2 separate regions of the Rattus norvegicus genome follow, and region 2 is linked to region 1. Evidence: chromatin contacts called from public Hi-C data. All regions are on one chromosome and are shown on one strand. The core of a region is the stretch at or near the end of the contact, and the rest is flanking DNA. Distances in the headings are between cores, read along the strand shown. Region 1 has its middle 44 kb from the start of Atp6v1g3. Region 2 holds the start of Nek7 (NIMA-related kinase 7).

Region 1 (6,427 bases), core at 98-2,597:
GTTTGAGCCCTACGCTCTGTGAGGGTGAGATCTGCTCTCTCTGAGACTGCTCAGGCTTCCTAAACAAGAGACTATATACTTATTTCTCCCAGTTGATTCTGCCGGGAGGATTCACTGATACTCATTATACATTTTAGATTATGGAAAATCACTGTCTTTTGACCACCCCTCATCCACATAGCTAGTGCAGGTGCCGATGACAGAGACCACATTCCTGGCACATGGACAAGTATTCTTTTTTTTAAAGTTCTTTTTTTTTAAGATTTATTTATTATTGCCTACATGCATACCTGCAGGCCAGAAGAGGACACCAGATCCCATTAAAGATGGTTGTGAGCCACCATGTGGTTGCTGGGAATTGAACTCCGGACCTCTGGAAGAGCAGTCGGTGCTCTTAACCGCTGAGCCATCTCTCCAGCCCATGGACAGGTATTCTTAAACACTAATTCTGTAATTTGTTGGTTTCTTATACTGTTACTTTATCATCCGGAATGCCTTTGGTCACATTTTCTAGTTGATTTCCTGTCATTGTTTGACTCTTAACTTCGTGGCTGGCCTTAAATGTCAACTCTTACTCACTTCCTTTGGCATTTGGGAGTACATCTCTTTTTTACTGTAGTTACCGCGCTCTCCCGTGTTTGTTTGCCTGTTGGTCTTTGTGACTGTATTGTGAGGCTGGTGGGATTCCAATTATTTCTCTCTCCCCTCTCTTTCAGTTTGAAGCAATTGTGTGCAGAACATACTTGGTTTTAGGGACAAAGAATATGGCTGGCCTCATCAAATAGTTGAGTTCTACAATTATTCACTTGAGTCCTTTCTAGAGAACTGACACTTGGGAGTTGCCATTCATGGAATGTTTTGTTTTGTTGTTTGTTTGTTTTTGATTGATGTTGTTTTTGTTTTTTCCCTTCTTGCAAAGATGTTCCTTTTCTGATCATCAGGACATCCTTATACAGGAATATCTGTAGATCAAGCACTTGTCTAGTGACCGGCCGAAATCGAGGGCATGCTTTCTTGCCAAGATTATTCCCCTAGCAACTATGGTTTCAGTAGCAGACTGCCCCAACTAACTGGGCCAAATAGCTGGGGTACAAAAGAGGCAGACAGGAAGGAAGTCTAGCAATATAGATATTCACTTTTCGAGGCACAAAATACACCCTGTGTTGACACAAACAAACTGCCTTCGCCATTTTGACTGTCAAGTAGTCAGGAAAATATTTAAGTCAGTCTCGAAGCAGTCAAATTGGCCAGCAAGCCTGTCTGCCTCTCCCCTCCCCTCCCACTGTACTCTGCTTCCTGATTTCCCTGGCTTGTGTTTTAGAAGCAGACACGTCTTCTTGCCAGAAGAGGATGCTTTCTTTCTCACGGAAACTTAATGAAATAGCTGTTACATCATATAAATCCACTTCCTTAACAGTATGTGTCAGACTATCAAATCAGTTAAGGAAAATCCTCATCTTTTTTTCTCTTTGAAATTATGGATGGGGCTGGTCGGGTTCCAAATTCAGCGAGTTCATATCGCCATCTAGTGGTCAAAACAGGATTGTCTGCACAAACGAAGGAGAAAATTTTAATACTTCATTGGCTGCGAAAACCAAAGATCCAATCTTATTTGCTCTGCTTCAAAGACTCACTTGGCTGATTCTGGCTAGCGGTTTAGTTTCAGGCTACTTAGTACTCACAGTTAATTTGATATTATGTTTTGATAGAACACCAGGCTACTGACTGAAATTGTTGATTACAGTTTAGCTTGAAAACAAATCTCAAAACATAACCAGAAACAGTTCCTTTCCCCAGTATAAGGATAACATGTTTATCAAGTAAAACCAAAGACTGTGGATGGCAAATGACAATGTCTCGCAACTTAAGACGAAGTAAACGTCCTCCTAGTGGAAACAAGAGGAAGCGAAACTAAGACAGAAGCAGGGGCGCCATCTTACTCCTTGTTTCTGAAATAGTCTTGGGGTGTTAGGGAAGGAAGATCCAAAGCCAAAACTGTGCACTGAAGGGAAAACCACAACCCACAGATAGGAAAGATGCTTTGTTTCCATTCAAAGTGAGCAAGCCCAAGTCTGATTGTTTCAACCTTGGTTGTCCTCAGACCTTGCATAAAAACTCGACTGGTATTTTCAGAAATGTATTGGTGGTTGTTAGGTAAAATACCCACAGAAGCATTTCTGATGAAGGCACGGCCTGTGGGATAGTTGTAATTTTAGAACTGAATGCAGCAAGGTTTTCTATTTCTTCCTACACCGAGGAGGTGAAGGCAAGGCTAATCCACTTCCCTGCCGCACCTAGATGGATCTGGCGCTCCATTTTATGGCGTGTGGCAGAGCTGGTTCTGTCTCAGAACTTCCAGAGCACCGTGCTCCTTCCTTCCTGATGGCATTTTGCAGGCTTGGATGAGAGACAGGAAGAAAACTAGTCAGGATGGGAAACGGGCAAGAGGAGAGGAAGGAAAAAACACCCCCAAGGGACTCAGAGTGTCTGCCAGACGCAGGCTGTGAAGAACACTTTATGCAAAGTTTTAAACCAAGCCTTTTAACCCATACGGTTACAGTTCCCTACAGAAGGCAAAACGGATTGCCACTCTTGGCAACAACCTAGTTTAATGTAGCAACCCTAAACATACTATTATTAGTAAGTAAACTCTAATTTAAAAATACTGTGGAGTTGATAAAAATTCAGACAGAGATGATTTAGTAAATGAGCGACTTTGTTATTGGTTATACCAAATTATATAAAATCCAGTTTTTAAATTTTTTCCTTGTCTATCCTGGTTCATTTTTGGTAATTTTTTAAACATTGTTAATGATACAAATTTGTATTTTATAAATAACTTGCAACAAATAATTTGTACATAATTTTAATATGATAAAGTATAGGTAACATTTTGGGTTAATCCTTCTGGACCATTGACCTAGTGACAAGCAACTTTCTCATTATAAATGTTCTGAGGATGGCTACCCTCTGACAAAATCCATCACCTGCACACACACACACACACACATGCACACACATGCTCACACACTCACACACTAACACACACGTGCACACACACACGTGCACACACACACACACGCACACACATAAATACACACACAGATACACACACACATACACACACATACATCCACACACACGCACACACCACATGCACACATCACACGCACACACACATGCACACACGCACACACGCACACACACACACACACACACACACATGCCTCGGCAGCTTCATATTTCCATGGATGGAAAAGCTGGCTTAAAACTGAACTATTTATGACTTACTCTACCTGCACTTTGAGCTCTTCGGGCCTTATTGGTAATTGCTTACCAATAAGCAACTTTGGTAAACTGTGGTGCCAGAAGTGATAAGGTTCGTGCTGACAGCCCTGCCTGGCTGCTGCTGGCTTCTGCAGTGTTCCTTGCCCTGGGCAAAGAGCTCCGCAATTGCAAGAGAGAGGCAGTGCCACACACCCCGTTTGCCAGTTCGCATATTTCCCCACACTCACGCAGTATAGGTAGCTGTGGGCAGAGCTCGCAGCTTTGTCATTGTTTCTGGCTTTGAAGCAAGGGTTTTGTTTCGGGCCATTTTATTGGGTGGGTTCCTGTGGGCATTATTTTAAGTGCTGGAGAAAGTTATTTTTTCCCTCTGTTTTGGTTTTCTAATAACAACAAATCATGAATTAATTGACTGCACACAGAAGCTAAACAAAGGGAAATAATCCTTTGGGAATCAGCTCTGAAAAGGGGCTGGCAGCCAGAAGGCAGAGAACGTTTGCCACCACAGTTAGAAGAATGCCTGTTTGACCCGGTGTCATTTTCTGTCACCCAGGTTTTGTGTGCTCTGGCCTCTTGGCTTCGCTGGCACAAACCTAAGTCTGTCCTCACTCTGGCAGCCCTCGTTCCTGAAGTCTTGGTCCACTAGTGATAAAACTTCCCTCTACAGTAAGTGTCAGGCCTAGGGAGACTGGGCCAGGAGAGGACAACAACCACTGCTAAATGAACTGTGTGCACAGACAGCTGCACACAGCATTGGGGTTGGACTGGGAGTCTCTGAGGGAGCATTGGTGTTTGTTCCAGGACAAAAGCATGAGCTATGTCAGTTTGCATTTTTTTCTCCTGCTTTTCAGAAAGTACCAGGCGTGTCCTCTTAACACTTTCACAAGACATTAACAAAATTCTCCTCCTCCTCCTCCTCCTCCCCCTTATCATCATCATCCTCATCCTCATCCTCATAGTCACTGGGCATTTTTCCACATTCTCCTACTACAGCTTAGCACCATAAACATGAGAAACTCTGAGAGGCGATTGACAACCTGTGTAGATCGCACAGCCATAGTCTTTTTTTTTTTTTTTTTAATCATGTCAAGCCAGGAGAGGAAGAGAGAGAGAGAGAGAGAGAGAGAGAGAGAGAGAGAGAGAGAGAAAGGGAGGAAGGGAGGAAGGGAGGAAGGGGAGGAAAGAGAGAGACAGAGAGAGAGACAGAGAGACAGAGAGAGAGAGGGAGGAAGGGAAGAAGGGGAGGAAAGAGAGAGAGACAGAGAGAGAGAGAGAGAGAGAGAGAGAGAGAGAGAGAGGAAGAGCGGAAGGAAGAGTGAGAGTGAGGAAAAAGAGTGAGAGTCTCCTGTAGCTTTATTCACCACTTAACACAGCCATAGTCTTAATGGTACACGATTCACTTATAGCAGGTCTCCTACGGAATCAATTGTGTCTATTTTGTCCGTGAGTCCCACCTGCTATGATCCATGGCTATTATTAACTGGGCATTTTAACACGTGATTGTCTTTGCGTCACTCTGGCTTCTAGAAAAGTCACCCACCTCACCACAGCTGGAGACAGCGCAGCCTCTGGCAGCGTGTTCTGGACAGCTCTGTGTGGAATGAGTGAACTTAACTAAATATCCCGGCAATAGAGTAAAACAGGAAAAAAACAAAAAACAAAAAACAATGGGATTAAAATAGGCTGAAGCAGCTAGAGACGATGGCACACACGGTCCCATCCTCCATCAGAGGTGGCAAATCTACCACAAGCATCGCAATTGGTACCAACCGTATCTGCATGGGCACGGAGCCATTTCAGTCCGTATGTGTCAGGCTAAATGTTCTTCCTTAGTCATATATTAGATTTAAATTTTTTTCTATCAAAAATGGTCAATTTCCCCTTATTGTTTTTAATAAAAAAATGTATTTCCTTATTGCATAACAGAAATACTTACACGTTGATGCTAATTTGAAAGGAAATTGCAATCAGTGTTGGTTCAGCTCTAACTACGTTTGGCTTACTTTCATGTGTGCTGGTATCGTAGAACAGTAATGAATTGAGAACACATTCTAATGAACTGATTGCAGAAGGCTTTCACAGCACAGCAGGGAACCGGAGAAACATGCGGCAATATGAAGCGGGAGAAGATTACGTCCATTTTCTTTCTTTCTTCCCTTCCTTGATCTACCTTTCTTCTTTACTGACAAATTTGTGGAATAATCATTCACCCTAAAAATTTTCTCCCCGTTAATACATGCAACAGGGTAGGGAAACTTGCTTAAAATAGCAGGGCGGGGGCTGGGCATTTAGCTCAGTGGTAGAGCGCTTATCTAGGAAGCGCAAGGCCCTGGGTTCGGTCCCCAGCTCCGAAAAAAAGAACCAAAAAAAAAAAAAAAATAGCAGGGCGAGCAGAGGCGATGAGGCTGGTGTCTGCTTGGGAAAATGTGCTATCTTCTTGGTCACAGGTTTGCAGAGCTCTGAGTGTTACAAAGCAGCAGGGAAGCAAAAACAACAAACAGTAAAGCTTCGCAAATGCCGTTTGTCTTTGAAGATAACTGCTCACTGAAGATGGCCAGCAGCCTGAACTTAGCCTGCGTTCACCCAGGACAGTGCCAGCTCAAAACAAAATAATGGAGAACCTTGCCCAGCACAGAGCAGAACTCACACCCTGCACACACGGCAAAGAGGAACTATCGAGCAGAAATCCAAAGTATTTCTCTAAAATGCACCAGACTCAAAGTAGGTTTCTCTTCCCTGAGGGAAAAAAATGGCGTCCAAAATTGTATTGTGACTATAATTGTTGGTATATGTAACATGTTAATGAAAACACAATTTTTGCTTGGCTGGTATACACCATGGATTTGAGGTTTCTGTCTTGCTAAGTTCCTATAATGAAACCTTAATTCCCAACACGATGGTCTTTGATGGCGAGACCTTCATGAGATAATTAGTACTAGATGAAACCATAAGTATGGGAGAGACCCAATGATGTCACCGCCGTGTTATGTCTCTGAGGGGCCTTATGCATAATGAAATAAGTCAGAGACCAGCCAATGACTCTATGATCTCTACGTGGCTCTCACAGAACTAGCAACTACAAAGGTGCTTCGCAGAGGCTGAGGCTATGATGGGATGGGAAACGGAAGGCCCAAGCAAACTG
Region 2 (6,540 bases), core at 785-3,284, 290 kb before region 1:
AAAGGATTCTTCCTAGATAAAGGCTTTGCAGCCACTAAGGATGTGGGAGTGAACTTTTGCCCAATTTGACCCTCAGTGTTCATTAGGTATAGTGTTCGCTTCTCGTTGGACTACTTTGTATGTAGATAAATTGGTAGCGTGCTTAAACTGGGCCACCTGTCAATCCACATTTTTCCAAAATGGCAGTATCAAACAGAGTAAGAACAAGCTCTGAGCCATGCATCTGGTCCTAGGTTGAACTTTACCTTGTAAATGTCTTTGAGTTTTTCTGTATGCTATGCCTATGCATGGCAACTCAAGTGACATTGTTCCTATGGCTGCTTTGGCGTGATGTGACCATACAATATAGTTCAAATGCCAACTTATTGGCTTTATCCTATCTTCATCTCATATACCACATTCAATCCTCCACAAACCCCTTTGGCTCTGTCATGGACATGTATCTGAAGTCTGTCTGGTTTTGCTACTGTCTGGTATTGCTAGCATTCTGGTCTAAGCCTGATCGGAATGTTTCACAGAGACCATGAATTGTCTCTTTTTTTTAACTTCTAGTTGTGTTATCCTACAGTTCATTCTCCACAGTTCTGTTTTTCTTTCAACTTACTCCTGTAATGAATTTCCACTTTATTCAGAATAAAATATAAGAGTTCAAATTTCTACACCTGTCCCTTTTCTGGTAGCCCATCCCCCATTTCATCATCTTCTCCCCCTTGTTCGTTGGTTTGGATTCTATCTGCATTGACCTCCTGGCTGTTTCTCCAACATGGCGAACCCACGTCCACACAGGGTACCTTTGCATTTCCCGTGTAAAACCTTCTACTTCCTGAGTCGCATGCCACCTTTTCTCACTTCTTCAGGTCTCTGCTCAAATTCCAAGTGATTTTCCCCTGATAAACATACTTAAAGGAACATTCACACCCCAGCTTTATTTCTCTATGAAATAGATATAGACCCTCTCCTCCCAATCTAAGAACTCGCCTGGCAAACCTGTACAGCTTAAGCTCTTGAACCAACGCTACCTCTTGAAATTTAATTTTCTTTCTAAAATTAAAGTTTGCGTTTTTTCCTAATTCTATTTTACATACTTGCATTCGTATGTGCGCCACGCTGCAGTATGGATGTCAGAAAACAACTCGTGGGGACTCAGTTCTCTTCTATCACGTGGGTCCTGAGAATCAAACTCCTGGCCCTAACTTTCTAAATCCTACTTTCCATTGTTTGAACACATTTGAGCTATAATACCGTTTTTTGTTTGTTTGTTTGTTTTGTTTTGTTTTGTTTTTTGGCTCTACTACTACCCTTGGCAGGAAAATGAAACCAGAGAAAGACCTAGTGATACCGAATGATTAGAATATGTGCTCAAGCGTGCCGCTGTATCTCACCGGCTGTTTCTAAGGAGGCGTTAAAGCTGTTCTTCCGAGAAAGACCATAAGTTAAACAACTGCCACTGAATGATTAGAATATAGGCATGACAGACTCTATACTGCCTCCTAGCTGGCTGCCCCAGTAGTTCAAATCTGGTTAGTGGAACAGTAGGAATCAAAGCTTTGCTTTTCAACAGCTCCATGTACTAAGGAGAGAACCATATTGCAAATATGTGACGTGTAAATTAATTTATGTAATGTAATAATTTTTGTAATGCCACTTTGTAAGTGTGCCTGTATCTCAAAGATCCTGCATACCTAGTACCACCTAGTTCAACTTTCGGAAGCGTCCTGAAAGGCATTCCTAATGCTGGGACACTAAAGTCTAGATTTGTTTAGCCAGATTCCGGGAAGACTCTCGTTTGCTTTCACTGACACAGTGTAGAGGTAGCTGAAACCACTTGGTAAAAGAGAGTGGGATCAAAATACGCCGATTTGAAGGCAGGGGCCAACCGCAGAAAGGGAGGCACACCCCAGTTCTCAGGAAAGTGGCAGCGTGGGCTCCCGAGCAGGGTGCGGGCGCGGGGAGGGGCCTGCGGCGGCCCGCCCTCTCCTCGGGGATGCCGGGATGTTTACCCTCCTGACAGCCGCGGCAGCCGGAGGAGGAGCACAGCCGGGAGGATGGGCCGCTGCTAGGCTCGCAGTGGGAAGCGCCGGCCGATCAGGGTGGGAGCCGGCGCTTGCAGTGGCGCGGGCAGAGGCGATCGGCCCGGGATCGCGCAGCCCTGCAGCCCGCGTGGATCGAGCTGCCCGGGCGCCCTGGTGAGTATGCACGGCCCGGCCGGGTGGGGCCGGTGCGGGGAGCGGGCGGGCCGCGTGGGGCCTCGGACTCGCGTGCCTCTGAGGATCCGCCAGGCCGCCTACAACTGGTGGAGCGCGGTGCAGGCCGCTGGCTGCGGGAGCTCAGACCCCGGGCGCTTCGACCCCCGGGAAGCTCCAGCTCTGCGGTAGCGGCGGCAACAGGTCTCCGGGCTCGGACAGGAGGAACTCCAGTGAAGACCCGCCTCCGGGCAGAGCTCATTGGTCACCTTGGCTATTTACCGATCGCGGATTGGCTCAACCGATTAAGCTGCCGCCCAGTTTAGAAAAGTGAAGTTCACAGACTGTGAGTGGTCGGGTAGTCAGGTCGAGGACTGATTGAGACCGATTCAGGGCTAGGATGCAGCAAAGTATGAGCTGAGCTGAGTCACAGATGGGACGAAGGTGACGTTAGAGAGGCCATGGGGGGATGCTGCTGAGCAATGTCGGCTGCCTCCGCCTGGGGCGGAGACCCTCAAGAGATGCATTTATTGACACACATACTGTACTCGAATAGCCTAAGTCTCTGCCCGGGCTAGACACTAAGAATGTATTTACTTTAGAGTAAGATGTGTTTGTGCCCTTTACGATTCTGGTGATGGAACTGAATATAGTAAAACAATCTAGAGATGAAATGACTTTCCCCCTCTTTCTTTGAGACTACTAATCTTAAAGGTTGTAATAAAAAACAACCAGATGTCCGCAGCTAACAGAGTATTATTAGGACCACTCTTTAGTTTCTCCTCCAAGAAATCTGCAGTTCCCAGTAGACACGTTGTCTACAGCCTTTCACGGCGGTGTGCTTTGGTAGGCTGCCTTTCAGGATAACGTTCCGAATATGCATATTATAAACCTGTTCTCTTCTAGATGATGGGATGTTGTGATCCAAGAAAGACTTAGTACCCACACTCAAAAATTTGTAGTTTGGGACAACCGGACAAACTCTGAAAATGATGAATAAAAAAAAAATACAGCCTGCAGTGCTGTGTGGCATTTCTTGCTTGTATTCATGGCTGCAGTATTTCGTGATGGCCAGTGCACTTGGTTGAACTGGCTTGCAACCTAAGCAGTTATTTCATTTTCACAGCACTCTGCCATCACTCCGAGAGATCCGGTCCATAATTTGCTTTACATCCCAAACCGTTGCATCCTCTGTTTTGGCTGGTGGGGGGAAAACTTTACTTCTTAGAGAGGCAGAAAAGTGGATATGAGAGGAGGGCCTTCGGAGAAGAGTTCGGGGCCGGAATGGAGGGGAATCTGGACCCAGTGACCATGCAGTCCTCAGATTCCACTGCAAGGTGGGCGTCCCCGCCTTCAGGGCACTGACAGCCACTGCAGCCAATGAACAGCGAGGACACCCGGCCCTAGCTCAGGAGGGCGGGTACTTCCTACTGCTGCCCTGGACTAGGAGAGGGAGGCCAAGTTTCTTTGAGGATGTGGGCCTATGGAAAGAAGGGTTGAGAGGCTCAGTCTTGTATAAAAAACAGAGGAGAGGGGGCCTCTGGTTTTCTTTGCGCCCCTTGTTAACTTTCAGGATTCGGGCTCAGCTTGGAGTCACAGTTTCCACTGAAACCATTGTACATAAGAAACAAACCTGGTCAGCAAATTAAATATAGTCCGTGACTGACTGGGGCTTTTGCCCGAGATCATCTGAAACTGAAAACCAAGAACTATCAGAAGAAAATTCATTAGACACTTTTATGGCAGCGTGGCAGTTTTAATACGGTTAAGGCAGTTATCAGTTTAAAGAGTCAAGACTGCATTTTTTTCAGACCTATTTTGTAATCTGAACTACTAAAGTTTATTTATCTGGTTAATACCTGTCTCCCGCCATTCCTTTCCCACAAACGCCTTCTTCGGTGGACACTTAAGTTTCTTTCCAGCCTAATAAAACCGAAGAAAATCACCCCTGTTTATGATGGCTGCACTAGCAGAGGAGGGGAGCAGAGGCCGCTGACAAGCCTTTCTTTACTAAATTAAAACCCAGCATCTCAGTTTCAAATAAACCGAAGTGTACAGCACTTACACTCTGTAAAGATAAGTATTGCCAGGACTCCCCTCTCAATTCCAGACTTCTGATGATTGCAGTTGATGCCCCTCAGCCTTGACTTACTACAAACATTAAGTATTATGCATTTACTAAAAATAGAATAAAGTAAAATCCCAGTGATTTTACTTATTCTGTGATTAACAGTGATTCTGTTATTATAAGAATTTTTAGGGTAGCTATTCTCATTTTCACCTTTTTTTTTTTTTTCAAATACTTGATTAGTGTGTGGGCAGATATTTTACTTCACAATCTAAACCGTAGTACAGTAGCAAACTTACGGGTAGTTCTGAAGGTGTGGGAAATTTATAGTTTAGAACTATATGACCTGGGTGGTTATTATTTACTCCGAATTGCTTTATATGCAATTCTACAAATATTGTAACCTTTTTCTAAGAACCATTACTTTAAACTTTTGAAGTTGTTCCATTTTAATTCTTCCTCCTACAATTTATTTATTCATGGAGAGTATAGCCGATATAACATTGGATATATGATTATACCCAAGCATATGTGTTTGTGGAATATAATTTTATAATTTACACTTAAATTTTTTTCTTGGCGTAGGGTTTTACTCTGCTGGCCCGGAACTTACTTTGTGTATAGCTCAGGTTGGCTTTGAACTCATGCTCTCCTCCTGCCTCAGCTTCCCAAAGGCTGAGATTATAGGCATGAGTTACTGTCTTTGGCTGAGAATTTCGAAACTTATATAACTTACATAGCTGCAAAACTTTTAAACTGCTGATTTGTTTCCAACTGACAGTTTGGTGTCCCTATGGTGTTACCTATTTCTCAAAGTATTTTCTTCCTTTTAAAGAAAACAGCCTCCGTTATCGTTCATGGTTTTATGGTGAGGATTGGGAATGAGGGCAGATGCTAAGGAACATCTTTTCCCATTTTTGATCAGGATAAATGATTTTTTAACCTTTATTAAAAAAAAAAACACTTTGTCCTAATGTGTATATAATGACCAAATAAGATGAGCTTTACTGGGGTTAATAGCTAGCCGCAGTGTACACATGAGGAAAACTTACTGGTTTATAAAAGTGTACAGATGTCCGTTTTATATGACTCAGTGGAAGTCGTCCCTTTTGCATGTTACCTACCACAGCTCCTGAGTGGACAGTAGTTAAGAGCTACTTTTGAACTCCAGGCTGCTTATGTACAGATGGGTTCACTAGCCCTAAACAATATAATAAGTATTAATAAGTCATAATAAGTATTTTTGACTTCCTGGGCTGTATTGTCTCTGGGAGCTCCTGCTTTTATAGCCACAAACACTCCCCATATATGTGCATGTAGCTGTGCTCCAATAAAACTTTATTTATATAGAAGATAACATCAAAGGCCTACGCACGAGTTTTAAGCCATTGGGGTTTCCAGCAACAGTGCGCTGTGAAAGTTTTTATTCTTAGAACGTGTGTCTAACGTCCACTGAGCATTACCTGATTTTGCTTATTGGTGTTCATAACCACGTGAGCCACTTAGGTTGGTTATCCTGCTGTGAAGGGTAAGGGGATAAAAAAGTACTCATTAGACCAGAACAGACGTAGAGAAGATTTACTAGAGAAAATAATCTGCAAGAAGAGACAGAGGTGCAGGGGGCTAATACTCAGAATAGCTTCGAGAGGGGATGGGAGTTGTCTTTGCAGAGCTTTAGACAGCCTTGGCCTCTGGGGACCCCAGACTCATCCTGTGACATAGAAGCAGTGTGTGAGTGAGTGCTGTGTCCTGTTTCCTCCTTGGGAAACTCAGGTAAGAGGTGATGCCAGCCATTTATCCGCTCTTTTGTGCTCTTTAGTCAGTGATAGTCCTCATATGGGTGAGTTCTGACAGGCTTCATTCGTGAGTGCTCATTTTAGCTACTGTCCCTATGACTGTTACCGTTAGAGGGGCTTTTCGGCATGTGTGATTTGATGAGCCTTTTTAAAAATTGTTATTAACTTTTTAAAGAAGAATGAACGGAGGAGAATGAAAGTACATTCTCATGCGTCTGTAATCCTAGACAGGGTAAGCTGAGTTGCTGAGTTGGAGCAATGGGAGTGCCAGTGCAGCTTGGTCTGTGTAATATCTCAAACGACAAGCACGCCTACAACCGAACACCACCTCCAACTCCTTAAAAAAAGGGGGGGGGGAGTGGACTTAGTCTGTCTAGTGAAAAGGGAAAATAATAAATAACTAGAAAGGGGCCTGTTGTCAAGGAGCGTGTGGCCATAGGGAGAAGTAGGGCCTCCTAGTTTAAGAATGAATTTTGGGCTGGCTGAGGTGCAA

The links. A called contact is a pair of places that touch in the nucleus more often than the background predicts.
Region 2: a Hi-C map of the A7r5 cell line shows a contact between it and region 1, with 5 times the contacts expected there. The contact joins the promoter of Nek7 here to the enhancer-like site in region 1. A contact is called at or near these places in 2 of 12 Hi-C or Micro-C datasets (the A7r5 cell line and mammary epithelial cells) and 1 of 1 datasets of contacts at active chromatin or transcription factors (oligodendrocytes).

The regions. Positions count from the first base shown.
Region 1 is chr13:52,402,916-52,409,342 of GRCr8, reverse strand. No RefSeq gene overlaps it. Among named protein-coding and RNA genes, the nearest start is that of Atp6v1g3, 44 kb to the right of the region's middle. Within about 2 kb of position 1,347, at least 15 of the 93 cell types and tissues checked have an H3K27ac peak or open chromatin away from gene starts, as enhancers often do. A contact at or near this core is called in the A7r5 cell line, where this site is marked.
Region 2 is chr13:52,696,317-52,702,856 of GRCr8, reverse strand. Nek7 (NIMA-related kinase 7) reads left to right here and starts at 2,034. Exons shown (of 10, transcript NM_001108346.3): 1 at 2,034-2,186.